Regions from separate parts of the Lactuca sativa genome. Here region 1 is linked to region 2. The links are chromatin contacts, called in public Hi-C maps. All regions are on one chromosome and are shown on one strand. The core of a region is the stretch at or near the end of the contact, and the rest is flanking DNA. Distances in the headings are between cores, read along the strand shown. Region 1 holds the start of LOC111890498. Region 2 holds the start of LOC111890515 (dof zinc finger protein 1).

What was found. Hi-C and Micro-C count contacts between places; a contact is called where the count stands out from the background.
Region 1: a contact with region 2 is called in a Hi-C map of leaf, with 3 times the contacts expected there. The contact joins the promoter of LOC111890498 here to the promoter of LOC111890515 in region 2. A contact is called at or near these places in 2 of 4 Hi-C or Micro-C datasets (bud and leaf).

The regions. Positions count from the first base shown.
Region 1 is chr6:147,861,842-147,865,327 of Lsat_Salinas_v11, reverse strand. It overlaps LOC111890498, which reads right to left and starts at 1,362. Exons shown (of 7, transcript XM_023886605.3): 1 at 948-1,362; 2 at 1-606. The coding sequence starts at 573.
Region 2 is chr6:147,468,246-147,471,508 of Lsat_Salinas_v11, reverse strand. LOC111890515 (dof zinc finger protein 1) reads left to right here and starts at 1,854. Exons shown (of 3, transcript XR_006184422.2): 1 at 1,854-2,008; 2 at 2,519-3,263.

The DNA of each region.
Region 1 (3,486 bases), core at 113-2,612, 390 kb before region 2:
CGTGGCACCGTTTGATACCGTTGATTCTGATTCATGATCTGTGAGTCGAGAGATGATGTTTAGTTTATGAAGCCAACCTTTCTTTACTTTCTTTCTTCTGTCTAATAAACTACTGTTTATGGTTTCTTTTTGAGAAGATGAAGATAAACCGAAGTCGAATGATTGATTCATTGATGATTCTTCTTGAAAATTCTCGATTACTAAATCAGGTTTTGGTAATTCGATGGTGGGATTTGACCAAATGGATAAAGAAGGCTGTCGGATCAGAAACGCATCTTCAAGGTCTGGAATTTGTTGGTCGGCGGCGGGTTTAGGGTTTTCTGTTTTCTCATCGGAAGTCTCGTCGGATTCTTCATCTCTTACGAGCCATTTAGAACTCAGACCGATGGATCTTATGAACTTATTGCGACGTTCGTCGACGCTATCAAGATTACCAATCCATGAATCGTATTTATACCCGGAAGTACAACAATCGTCGGAGTAACGTTCGGAATCTGAGTCAGACATTGAAACAAACACCTCGCGTGCATCGAAGAAGTCGTCTTCAATCTCACTGCAACAACTCATTTTCATTTTCGCAAATCTTCACCTTCTTGAAGCCTAATCCTCAAATAAAAAATGAGAACACACAAATTAATACGGATACTTATGAACCCTACATCAAGATTATTGATTTCTTTTCAAATATTGAACATCCCAAGCCTCAATGAACTACTTCGCAAACAACTGAAGTGGATATAAAACGAGTTTTGTTCAACTAACGATCAAAATATGCGATTTAATGATTGATTGCGATCAATCAAAGGAGGGATTTTGATTTCTTAACAAAGTATAGCAAAATTGAACAATTTCCCACAATCAATCAATACAATAACTGATAATTTCTGACAGAAACATGAAACACAAACTCGAATGAAATAAGAAATCGGAAAATGGAAAATTCTCACCTGGGTACTCATTAAATGTTGAGTCAACTGTCAAAAGGATACCAAATTTGAAAACGGGTGCAAAGTTCTAGTTCTACAAACAGTTTTCTCTTATATGCACGCGATTGGAGGAATTATATAAATATTTTGAAAGCGACGATGTTTGACTTAATGGGAAACGTTCAAAACAAGGGGACTACAGGCTACAGAGGAAAGAGCCTTCAAGAAACGGGTGGACCCGAAATTGAAATCCGGGTATGGGTTCGTTTTGTCCAGAATTGTCGTGGCGTTCTCACTTTTATCTTTATTGTGATTTGGATGTTTGCAACCACCATTGGCGCAGAAGAAGGTGGTGAGTGAAGAATATACGGCGGGACCCAACTCCGATGCGACGGTTCAACCAGCGGTGGTGACGATTCAAGTAATTGCTATCGATGTGTACGCCGCACTTCCTCAACTTTGCTGTGAAAATTTTAAGAAATTGGATTTTTGTTTCGAAGATAATTGTACGGTATTTGGATGATGACAGGCAAATTATTGTTTTTAATCAAATATGTCAAAAGTAATAATGGTATATCCGTGTATGGATAATTACGTCATACATTTTTTGATTTTTATATATTTCGTTATTTAATTTTTTTGAGCCTATATTTTTTCATTTAACTTTTAATTGTATATATTTAGTTTTTATGACCGACTAATGTAGGCAATCCGTAAAGTAATGTGAAAATATGTTTATGTTATTATTCTGTAATGAATGTTGTATATGTTTATTGTTGAAATAATTATAATATAAATATTAACGTTTGATTATTCATATATTCATTAGAATGTCATTATTCTATTATAAATTTATTTATATACATTTTTGAAGTAAATTATAATTTTAGTTTTAACTTGGGACTATTGATTTGTTCATTATTGAATAATGATATAAAGTTATTGATACAAAATTCATTAGAGAATAATAACATAAAAATAATATTTTTTTACGCTTTCATATTATTTATTATTTGAACTATTATATATATATATATATATATATATATATATATATATATATATATATATATATATATATATATATATATATATATATATGCAAAATAAATCTTTGTTGTTGTACACATTCAATACTTATAAACGACTTCTTAAGGTTTTTTCTCCCAATATCCTACATTAGGATGTGACCGTCGTTAATGAGGTGTTCGGGGTTATTCAATCTTATGGCCACCACGGCCTCAATTGTTTGGTGCTTAGGTTTTGTCTTATGAACGTCGTAACTTCTTCATACATTTTTGGATTTTAAGGATTTTTATATACACACGTTCGGGTTACATTATATTACAATTCATTTTGATTATTCCCATTAAAATTAATATATTTTTACTTACGACCTTTATATAAATACGTCTGTTATGAATATATTATGATCTATATTTTTATTTTTCAATTATATAACATATTAATTACTTTTGTATGTTTTGTATGTTTGCGAACAAGGTTTTGTATTTCAGGGGCTACCACAAACATCAAATTGGCATTTGTGAATGAGAAACTTTCATATACTCGAGTGTTGTCTAGAAATTCTTAAAGTATAAGTGGGTACTGGGTACTACTACTGCCGATCCAAATTCATTCAAGACTTGATTTACTAGACTATGGAATCATATAGAAATAATGGAAAAGCTTACATCAAAGTTAGATTTTTCCCAAAATCCGATACGACACTTATAAAGTTGACATCTAAATTGGGTATGGTCAAATTGGGTAATTTTTTAATACAACTTATTACAAGTTGAAATCTACGTTTTTGTTAAATTGTATCCAAGTTGAATTCCTCAACTGATCTTAAGGGAAAATTAAACACAAATACTTTGGGTTGATTTTGAAATTTTTTTCATATTTTGCAAAAAAAAAAATAGTTGTTTTGATATACTTTCGAGAAATGGATTTTGGTTGATTACTTTTAATTAAAAATTGAAAATTATGGGTCGAAATTTACAACGATACTAATTGATATTAGAGTCTTAGTTTAAGGGATTTGGGCTAGCATTGGGTGCCTTGAACTAAACATGAGATGTGATAACTTTTATAAAATAGTTTTCTAAATTTTTCTATAAAAGAATCAAAGGATGTGATGCCTACAGTCACTCAGAGCTCAAGTAAGAAAATGATTCCTAAAACACACACACACACACACACACACACACACACACACACACACACATATATATATATATATATATATATATATATATATATATATATATATATATATATATATATATATATATATATATATATATATATATATATATATATATATATATATATATATATATATATATATATATATATATAAGCATTTTTATTGTGGTGCCACCTAAAGAGTTTTCTTAGGATTCCAATAACGACAGGTCACCCCAAATTGGAATGACGCCATCAAATTGTTAACAATGGAATTAAGGTTCCAGAAAACATTGAATCGATATGACCTCTCATACATTTCTTGAAGACAAAGGGTATATATACCCTCTTCTCTCTATTCAAGCCCAGT
Region 2 (3,263 bases), core at 605-3,104:
GGCCTGCACATGCAAAAATAACATGGACATATTTAACTATTAACAATTATATGAAAACACTTAATCACATCACGTTCTTAGTTATGAGGAACAACATAAAGTTAAGACCTAATTAAAAAATGAAATATCAAATCATAGTCTTTTGGTGAAACAAGAATGATTAACTATCAAGTATCAACCACTTCATGACTTGGCATTCTTCAATCTATCAAATTTTGGTTCCAAATTACCTAGAATAAAAGAATTACCTCTAATAGAATATTTGTTTGGCTAATTTTTCATATTAATAAACAGCCTCTTTGTATAAGGTACTAAATCAATAAACTCTTAGCCTCTTATGATAAGATTAGTTTAGAATGATTCAAAAATACTAATTTCATTAAGCAGCTACAGAAAATGTGTAATAATTAAGTAACATACCAATATTGTCCTGGTTGTCTTCCATTTGAGTGAGCATACAGAAAAGGCTTATGTAGAGCATTGCTTGAGAACCAACATAAACTATTTAAAATTCATCAATATATAATTGTTAAGAGTTTTTTATTAAGTGTTAAGATTAACTGCAACTGATACCAAGAGAATTGTATTTATGTAAAACTTTATTGGTTTCCTTATTTTGAGTCTATACCTATTGGATGTGAATTGGAGAATAATAATATTGTATCAGGTCAAGTGTATGATGGATGACTAGCATATTGTAATTTGTAACTTGAGAGTGCGTCTTCATATGTGTGTGTGTGTGTGTGTGTGTCTATATATATATATATATATATATATATATATATATATATATATATATATATATATATATATATATATATATATATATAATTTTATTGCAATTAGTATTTGAGTAGAAAAATTATCATTTGAATTTGATATATTTTCCTATTTTCCATGTTAAAGAACAAAAACAACTAGATCATAAATTGGTGCAAGCGATAATAGAATAAAAGAATTACCTAGAATCTATAGATATATTGTGAATGAGGAGGCCGGAGGGAGCAGGGGATGATTACATTATTTTTGGCCATGTGTAAGAGTCTTTAATTGAAATCAAGAGATATATCTAAGAATTACCTAGAATCTAGAGATATATTGCTTGCCAAAACCTAGAACAAAACTATCAATCTTCAGCACGGGACGGAGGTGGCATAATCTGTGTAAGCAGAAGCAGCATTGCCTTCGCCAACTTCATCGGAACTTACAGGCGAAGGTGACATCGTCCAGAGCCGGCATCATCCAATGAAAGCAAAATGACAACATTTGTTGAAAAATCGATGATAATTGAGCTCGATCGTCGATCTACTGTTGCAATCGATGATGAAAACGAACGACGTCAACATCATCGATCACTTGGCTCGTGGATTCGTCGTTGATGAAATGAAAGAAAAGGTATGTGTCGTTGATCTACGAAAGAGGTATCGGTGGTGGATGGACACAGGAAAGGGGCAGTACATAGCGAGGGAAGAGATGCAATGAAGAATGAAAAAGACATGTGGAAAAGAAAAAATAATTTAGGGAAATTCATATTAGTAATTTAATTTTATTGATTTTTTGGAATGTATTTTATATATAAAAAGCTAAAATGCTATTAAATTCATTTATAATTACAATTATGTCATCTATGATCTCGATAGTAAAGTTTTTTATCTAGTGGTCTACCTTTAGTTTTCGGGTTTTCGGAAAACTTTAGGCTATCAAATGATATATATATATATATATATATATATATATATATATATATATATATATATATATATATATATATATATATATATATATATATATATATATATATATATATATGCAATGTTGGATATACATACATGGCTATAGATGCATATACATACATACACAGCACATAGTCCACAGAAACCATCTAAAACATTCCTTTCCGTGCTTTTTTCAAGAACAGTGGAAAGTAAAAGGAGGCCATCACTCTCTCTCTCTCTCTTCTCTCTGTCTGCTTCTTTCAGCCATGGACAGGCCTCACTGGCCACCACAGGTATATATCTGGATCTTCCACCTTCTGCATCATCACCCTTAAAATTCACAAACTTAAAAAATAAGTAAAGTTGAATTATTTCATTTCCTTGAGCTCATGATCATATGAATTAAACCAATCTAATGTTTCTTTTTTTTTTTTTTTTTAAAATTTGATCATACACACTTAGTGTAGATATAAGTTTCCATAGATCTTCAAGTGTGTTTTCTTCTTTATCTTTCACTCGTTATATTTTTAGTATGCATCTTGCACTTTACTTTTGATAATTTATGTGATCAAGGGTCATGTCCTCATGTGTTAAAAATAAATAAGTTAAATTTTGATGAGTTCCTTTTTATTGAAGATTGGTTTTTATGGATTCTGAAAAGCATAAAGCAGTAGCCTTGTTTTGTTCATTTGTCTGCAAATCTTAAAGCTTTTGTGTATCTTTATGTCTAATACATCTTTTCTTTTTCTAAATTATTTCTTGCTTTTTCTTTTCCTTTATCCTTCCTTTTGGTGTTTAAATAGGAGATAGTGGTGAAGCCAATGGAAGAAATCGTAGTTCCCAACACCACAAATTCAAGTAACAATTACAATAATCTCTCAAAGCCATCTTCAAGTTCTTCCTCTCTTGAAAGAAGGATAAGACCCCAAAAAGCTGCCGCTGTTAACTGTCCGAGGTGTGATTCCACCAACACCAAGTTTTGTTACTACAACAATTACAGTCTTTCACAACCAAGATACTTTTGCAAGACCTGTAGAAGGTATTGGACTGAAGGAGGAACACTCAGAAACATCCCTGTTGGTGGTGGTTCAAGAAAGAACAAGAGATCATCGTCTTCTACTACTTCTTCTTCTCTAACTTCGGTCTCAAAGAAGCTTCCTGATCTAATTGTACCTTCTGCACCAACATCAGTACTTTCTCAAAACCCTAGGATCCTTCATGATCATTATGGGCAAGATCTTAACTTGGGGTTTCCATCCGCTAATAATTTCAAGAATGTTTCTGACTTTATGCAAATACCAAACTTTGATGCCACCAGGAATACGAATTCTTCAGCTTCCACCACCAGTAGTATTACAACTACTGCATCGGCTTCAGCTCAGCTTTCAGCTTTGGAGCTCTTGACTGGAATCACAGCAAGGGGTACAATGAATTGCTTAATGCCGATTCCGATCCCTGATTCTAATTCCGTTTATTCACAGTCAGGGCAGTTGATGATTCCCATGCCGGAATTCAAGATTCCGTCACTTAGCTTTTCTTTGGATGGAA